2 separate regions of the Zea mays genome follow, and region 1 is linked to region 2. A link is a contact called in public Hi-C data. All regions are on one chromosome and are shown on one strand. Each heading gives the region's core, a stretch centred on a gene start, on an enhancer-like site or on the middle of the called end of the contact. The rest is flanking DNA. Distances are from core to core; before and after follow the strand shown.

Region 1 (3,921 bases), core at 636-3,135, 130 kb before region 2:
ATTTGATTTTCAATATTGACTACAATGTTATGGACCCTTATATAGCAACCCTTTTTTCAGGAAAGCATTTGCATCAGCATCAGCAGACAACGTAAAGAAGTTTAACCTTCCCAAAGGCGAATTTCTGCACAACATGCTGTGAGTCTTCCATATATTTAATTTTCATTTTCACATTGTAACTGAACACATTGTGGTTCATGCTTACTGTGCTACATGATTAATATCAAAAGCCATATCATATGACGATGCCAGAAGGAAATGCATTATAAATGTCAATACATGTTGGGTGCCACGAGCAAAGAAATCTTGGGCGTTTATGCGATTTTCCAAAAAGTTACCACCTTTTTTTTGTGAATAAGTTACTTGATACATATGCTAGTGTGATGAATTCTTACCAGCCTTTTTTACTTCCACTCTTCCCTTCCTGCCTTTTTTGATAATAAATTTGTGAATCTGCACATTTTACTAGTTTCCTGACATGAAGAGGGAGTAAACTTGTGACCATACTTCCAATATTTTCCTAACCAGATACTATTGTCATATTTAAATTTTGATTCTAATATGAACCATTATAACCTGGCAACTAGCAAGGAAACTAAATCTCTTTAGTGCAGTATCCTTTTACTCCTAATGGAGATAATTAGGTTGCCTTGTATGTGGTTTCTTTGCCCCTCCTTTCTCTCTTTTTTATATAAAGACATACAGCTCTTGTGCTTGTTCGAGAAAAAACGAAACCAAATCTTTTGGCCTAATACTCATTGCCTTGATCTGACCAGTGACGCTTTTAAATTGTGTGCAACATTCTGTATTTTTTGTAACATATAGAGGAAACTCATGGAGTCCCCCTTTAACATTGCATTAGGCTCTTTTTAAATGCTCTGCGCTTCTGCTTACGTGGCACTGAGACACCTCATCTTTATTACGTTCAGGTCGCAGCAGAAAACAATAATCAATTCAATGGCTGTAAATGAGGATGGTGTCTTGGCAACTGGAGGTAATGTACTCTGAAAATCATTGTGTTCAAAATGTAATTGAACATACATGTGGTCTTATCAAGAATAAGTACAATAATATATTGATTGGAAATATTGGAACCATGTGTGCATTTGTTTTGAAAGGTTGAATAAATATAGTCTAGCTTTTTTGGGTTATATATAACTAGGTTGAAGATTATTTGTAGTCAAGCTAAGCTAAATTGTGGAGACCATGTGGATGTGCAGAATGGCGTGTATTCATAAGTTGTCAATATTTGAAACCTGTGCAGGGGATAATGGAAGCCTGTGGTTTTGGGACTGGAAGAGTGGTCATAACTTTCAACAAGATCAGACTATAGTCCAGCCTGGTAAGTTTTCATTTGAATCACGCAGGCACCGATAATAGGAGATAAGCAACTCTGTTTCGAGTCTCCACAATGTTTTTCCTCATATGAGAGGTTCTTGAGAACACCAGTATCAGAAATGCTACTGGTGGCTTAAATCAGCCTAAGGGCTTGTTCGTTTTGCTCTCAATCCATGTGTGCTCTCAATCCATGTGGATTGGGTCGAACAAGTCAACATCTTTTATAATTTTTTCCAATCCATCCAATATATATGGGAATCCAATATATATGGGATAGGAATAACCGAACAAAGCCTAAATGTTATCACACTGAGTCCTTGGTTAATCCATAGCAACTAGCCAAACTATTCCAGAGTTCCATAATCTAGATGTTACCTAGATTATGTTATGTCCGTTGAAAAGTATGCGATTTGAAATGATCATGCTCATTACTGGTATCTCCCATTTTCAGGATCACTGGAGAGTGAGGCATGCATATATGCCCTCTCATATGACGTGAGCGGATCAAGGCTTGTGAGCTGTGAGGCGGATAAGACTATAAAGATGTGGAAAGAGGACTTGACAGCGACGCCAGAGACTCATCCCATCAATTTCAAGCCCCCAAAGGACATCCGAAGATATTGATGCTCAAATCCCACAAGTAGCAAGCTAGTGGATGGTTGGAGCCTCCACAATTGTGTGACCCAAACTCGCTTCTTCCCTGAGCCCAATTGAAATTTTGCTAGGGTTTGCTCTATTGTGTAATCTGATGCATGTACTCCACCAGTCTGATGCCTTGGTCCAACGCTTTGAAACCCTTAGACTGTTTCTTTGTGATCTTTGCGTTCGATTTGATTATATCCTACCTTAGTACCTTGGACTCTTGCACTAATAGGTCTTTAACATGTCTTCTAATATCTTTATTGATGTATTAATCATCTAGATCACTAATTCACCTAAGTCCACTTTGCATCCTTGAAACTATTTCAAAAAACACTAGCAAATAATGTTAGTCCAAGTAGTCATGTTGGTCATCAAACATTATAATCAAACTATAGATATGCCGAGGTCCATCTTCCTTACATTACAAGGAATATGAAAAGGGAGAGGGAAGGGGTAAAGGGGTTACTGAGAGTTGGGCTTAGGTCTGCCAAACAAGCATCCTTTTCCTTCTTATTTTTAAACGTTACATTCTCCCCCTTTTAAAAAGAATTTGTTCCTAAATTTGACAATATAACTCACCATTCTCAAAAGAGTTAGGATACTTGCGTATTTGCTCTTTGAGCTCCCAAGTTGGTTCACACTCTTTCTAGTTGTCCATATAACCTTAACATGTTTGATAGTTCTCTTCATGGCAGGCTCTGAAAAGTCCAATATGCATACTAGATGACATCCAATCAACAATCCGGGTTCTTCGAGTATTGCTTGAAACTAGTTGCTACATGATATATCTTGATTACTGGTATATCATTGAGAAGCATTGTCCACCTAGAAGTTTGAGAGAACAACTACATAAGTTAGATAAATATAGAAAGGTCTTTGAAATGTTAACTGTGCATATGTTGGTTGGAGTTAACCAACATCATATTTACTAGATAATATAAGGATTGTGTGATGCACATGATTTACGTCTAATTGGATAGTATGAAATAGATACGAGATCACATACTAACCTTGTTCGTGAAAGCAGGATAGACATGCACTTCACCAAATATGTGAAGTCCCCCTTTCATGGCACGAAGGCTCCATAGACCCTAGTTAAGGTTGGCGGGCAACGAGGGCTGGATCCACAGCGGAGGTTCCGAGCCCTAAAGGTCGAATATCTCTAGGGCTTCGCTCGTGGTGGTTCCCTCCCCAAGCACGGTCTCAGAAGACCGAGGCAAGATCCTAGGCACAACAAGGGGTCACCATTTCCCCTCAGCACGAAATCAGAAGACGAGTCAACGAAGCGACCTCGAAGACTACAACACGAATGCCTTTGGGACTTGGAACAAGAAGACTACGCGCGGATAACAGAGGCCTAGTGGCCCCTTGGCATGTGAAACAAGCCCACTTGTCAGCCTCACCCGTGGGGTACAACGTTTGTAATTAGGCCTAGACCGACACTATTATGTAATTAACCCATTGTACAATATATTTCGAGAATGGAGTATGTAACCAAGGGCACGAACATACTTTAGGCCTTTAATAACTTGCTTATTCTATAAACCGTTCAGCTCCCGGATGGGACACACTTGACAAGACATTGGGCCGGTTTGGTTCGACTTTTTTCTGAATAGCTTTTCTGAAAAGCTGGCTGTGGTGAAAAGCTGGTGGTTAGAATTTAGGTGTTTGGTTCGCCAGCTGTGGAGAAAAGCTATTGGTTAGAATCTAGGTGTTTGAATACGCAGATTCACAGATTGCAGATTCTGTTTGAACAAACGATACACATAAACACCGAACCAACAAAAGGTCATTACATTATAATTAGTAGAGTTCATTACAACATAACTATCATTACATTCACATATTAAACTACGACACTAATGCATTAGCAATTCCATCTCGAAATGCACTCATGTCTAACTCATCAGATGTGCTACTACTACTCTCACCTACGAGTAC
Region 2 (4,223 bases), core at 205-2,704:
TTAGTTGGGTTTCTTTATGTTTTATGCATTTTCATGGTTCAGACATTCCTTCACCTCTTTTACGTATGCAACTACGTTATTTATTTTATGTGTTACATTTTTTATACAACCAACATGAGTTAATTGCAGTTAATATACTGCTATAAAGGTTGCTACTTAGAATGATCCTTTTAGTTGTGCATTTTAGATGCATAATGTATGATATATATACACTATGCTCCGGCCACAAAATATTTTTCTCCCATCCACCCCATTGTTGATGGAATACTCAACAATCAATACCGGAGTCAGGCCTGGTGCTCGGCAAAAGTAAAGCCGTCAGCTATAGACGGGCGCTAATGGACCTTTTGCCGAGCATCTAGGTTCGCCGAGAGTTGGGCACTCAGCAGACTTTTCTTTGCCGAGTGTTTCCCTGTACCGAGTGTCCTACTCTTGGTAAACGTGGCCGTTACCGAGAGTAGGACTTTGCCGAGTGCCACACTCGGCAAAGACTGCTTTGCCGAGTGACCAAAAGCACTCGGCAAAGCGCCTAACATTCGGCAAAGAGCCATATTTCGGTAGTGAATGCATATATACAATATATATTCTCTGGCTACAATATTTTGTTTTATTTATATCCATTCATTCGATGCTTTCATACATGTTTTTTGGTTAAGCTTTTATATTTGTTTCTTAACAATGATCGTTTTGGTATTCAAAATACATGTATATGAAGTCTGTTGACTAGTCACCGATCAGTCCGGAACATATTACAATTGAATCAAGTCAGGAGGGTATCAACGTTGATATACCATGGACTAGATAGCAGATTGGTCGTCCAACGTCTTTAGGTATTCACATAGGCACCAAGCGATCTGCACGTAAAACACTAGACGACACGTCAAAGGCAAATGACGACAACAACTTCATGCCTCCTCAAAAGAACAAGTGTCGCGTCACCTTTGCTGACTTGCCACAACCCGCACCAATTCCCCCAAGAGCAAGGCCCAAGTCACACATTCCTCTAAGACGGTCTCTTTCTCTAAGACGGTCTCTTTCGTGACCCAACCTACGCAAAAAGTAGACAGTGGCGTGGCTGATGATAAAAAACCGTGGGTGTCAAAAAAGCAGAAACACGAACTCATATGGCAAACACATCCAAGTTTGTTCAAATATTTTTTAGCACAACTTAGCAGTAATTTATGGTTTATTGTTTCTCATAGCGAATTTCAACAATATCCAAAATATATATTTTAATTATGCAATTTTTGTTATAGTTTCAGTCGTTTCGTTATAGTCTTAGGGTGTGTTTGGTTCAACTCTTTGAATCTGCTTCTGCTTTGCTGAACCAAAGTGGTTCAGCTTTTCTGCAGCTACATTAAAAAGTAACTTTCTGTAGTACAAATTTGAAAGCAGCCTGGACCCTGTCAGAACGTGGGGCACAACGACACACGGTGGTTTGTTGGGGTGTGCGGATTGATCGGGTGTGGCGGGTAGCACGCTCGATTGAAGCGCGAGGCATGCTGTGGCTGATCGGGAGCAGACGATTAGCGCGTCAAGTTGGATTGGTCCAGGCGTTCGGTTCATCATTATAGGTGATGAATAACTCTACCCTATAGGTTATTCATCATATAGGTGATGGACCAGATAGTAATTTACATAATTAGTATATGAACGTTTTAATTTGGACTTGTATTAATTAAGATTTTTTTTTCACTTTGGTTTGGCATGACTAGATAATAATAATAATAAAAAGTTTACACAAATTATTCCCTTCTCGATGGCATGTCTACTTTTAGGGGCAATTATTTTTCTATTGTTTTAATATTGTTACTCTTAATAAGGATATCGAAGAGTAATAACTTTTCATTATTTCCTAGTATTTGGCGTTATCTCTAGTAGTAATTAATTGTATCTATATATACTATTGTCTAATATAACTAACCCGGGAGAAGGAGGGAGAGCAATGAACAAGAAACTCGTCCAAACAGAAGAACAAGTGCTTGTCGTCTTTCCATAGCACTTCGTCCCCAACCACACACAATAATAATTATGCTTGCCGAGAAGGTTGCTAGTGTTCTGTCGTTGGCATTTTTCATGGCCATGGCCATGGTCATTGTGTTCTCGTCTTGTACCGCGGCAGGTAATTAACACACATGCATGTATACGTACTCGTTTGTAGGTTGCAGCAGGTTAACAGAAGAATGGAGTATACATACATATATGGTCGTTTATATGTGTTTTTGGGTGATTGACAGACTAGTGCCAAGATATCGGGACGATGTGCTTACCAGAGTTCTGCCTCGCGAAGAACTACACCAACAATAACTTCTTCCAGACGTACTGCTTGCCGCCGGATATTAACAAGTACCTGCTCTGCTGCTGCCGGTCGCCGGGAGCAGATGGAGCATGAGCGGCGGCGACACACGTATGAAAGCATCACTGATTCAAGAACCAAAAAAAAAACCCCGGATACGGAGCAGGTACAAATTAAAGTTCTCTCGACCGTGGAAACTTACGAAATTGTTGGATGAGATTTTTTTTAAAATAAAATCTTTTACATAACTCCTAAAGATTCTTTACGGTCGAGTAGTATTTTCTAGCGAATTGGGCCTTGGGCTTCTCGACTTTCTTCCTGGGCTGAGTCACTGTTGCCATTCTCCCACGGCGTCGTTCGGGGTCAGGAAAGCATGTATCCCGATAACAAAACAAAAGGCCCACCCAACGCAAAGTGGGCTGAGAGCGTCTTTGGTTCCAACCTAGAAAACAACAAAGATAAAAACTATATATCGAGGTGAGACTATTTCATTTTTATCATAGTTTCAGACCACCTTAGACGTGTCATCTAGTTAACGGGACGGTATGCATGAAATTTCCACTAAGAACGACCTAAGTTGATTTACAACAGTAAAAAAACACATCATAAATATGGTGTGGCTGCAAGCACGTGTGGCTACATATGGCTGGGCCTCGGAGCCAAACACGCCGTAGTATTTTATTTATCTGATTATAGTGTTTTTTTATCTGATTACAGCCGTATCAAAACTAACTTTTCTCTAATACTTTATAGCACATTTTTATGTATCGTGTGTCGTATGTCACATGTGAAACACGTAGATCTGTTCCACTCCTTTGTTTCTTGTCTAAGACTATCACTAGCAGCCTCCATATTCAACCCTTTATCACACTCCCTATTTCAAACTACACTATGTAAACAGTGTAGTAAACAGTGTCAAACAATGTTTTGCACACTCATATCCACGTTTCGCTGGCGTTGGCTCTTATACCACAGATAAACAATGAGAAACCACCCAATACCAACAGATGGACAATGTTCCCAATAGGATGTTACACTACATATGACAATGAGAAACCAGCCAAGACCAACACGACAGGAAGCCACAAGCAACGCAACGCTCGCACATAGTACCACCTGTTAGAAATATGCCCTAAAGATTATCATAGAGATGAGTATATTTCTTTGTATCCGTGATATATATATTGCTTAATTGAATATCCATGAAAGACACCCTATATTGATTAGCAATTATATGAATTGTTTGTGAGATTCTTTACTTGTATGGTTATTCTAAAAGGTGTCTCTGCTCAGAATGATGACTAGCACATTTATTCGTTGATGACTATGTTTCACAAGTCATGGGCACAGAGATGTCAAACTAATAATGTGGGTACATGTATGACATGATGCTGATCGTTGGGATAGTGTAATATAGTTCTCTTTCTGTAGCATGTACACAATGTCCTTAGACCCGAGATTGTCGCATATAATCAAGATGTGAATTGACCTACTTAGCGACTATCAAATGCTATTCCGTAACTGGGTAGTTATAAAGGTACTTTTGGGTTTGTTAGGAAGCATGCTGTGAAGCATGCTCAGTCAAGCTAGAATTTATCCCTCTCTTCTTGAGAGAAATATCTCTGGGTCTCTCGAGTGTTTGGATCAAGAAATGCATGTTTATACTAGGGTTATATGTTAACCTTGAAAGGATTCCAAATCATAGTATCGAGAAAGAGAACTAGACCAAATATCGTGAGACAAAGGGAATAACTTGTACGTAATGTTGTGATGGTTCATCTAATATAATCTTTACGTGCGTATAAGAGTTGACATTTCTTGCTAGAGGTCGTTGTCAATTATTGGGCCAAGTAGGAGTACTTCAGTCATGTCTATGTGTACGTACTTAAGGGGAAGGAAGCCTAATTTGGGTAGAATTTGAACTAGA

The links. Hi-C and Micro-C count contacts between places; a contact is called where the count stands out from the background.
Region 1: a Hi-C map of leaf shows a contact between it and region 2, with 2.6 times the contacts expected there. The contact joins two enhancer-like sites. A contact is called at or near these places in 2 of 25 Hi-C or Micro-C datasets (leaf and tassel).

The regions. Positions count from the first base shown.
Region 1 is chr1:260,543,150-260,547,070 of Zm-B73-REFERENCE-NAM-5.0, reverse strand. It overlaps LOC100282926, which reads left to right. Exons shown (of 16, transcript NM_001155831.2): 13 at 61-138; 14 at 930-994; 15 at 1,265-1,342; 16 at 1,790-2,295. The coding sequence ends at 1,962. Among protein-coding and RNA genes, the nearest start is that of LOC100282926, 9.7 kb to the left of the region's middle. Within about 2 kb of position 1,885, at least 6 of the 20 cell types and tissues checked have an H3K27ac peak or open chromatin away from gene starts, as enhancers often do. A contact at or near this core is called in leaf, where this site is marked.
Region 2 is chr1:260,408,617-260,412,839 of Zm-B73-REFERENCE-NAM-5.0, reverse strand. No RefSeq gene overlaps it. Among protein-coding and RNA genes, the nearest start is that of LOC103643723, 43 kb to the right of the region's middle. Within about 2 kb of position 1,454, at least 16 of the 20 cell types and tissues checked have an H3K27ac peak or open chromatin away from gene starts, as enhancers often do. A contact at or near this core is called in leaf, where this site is marked.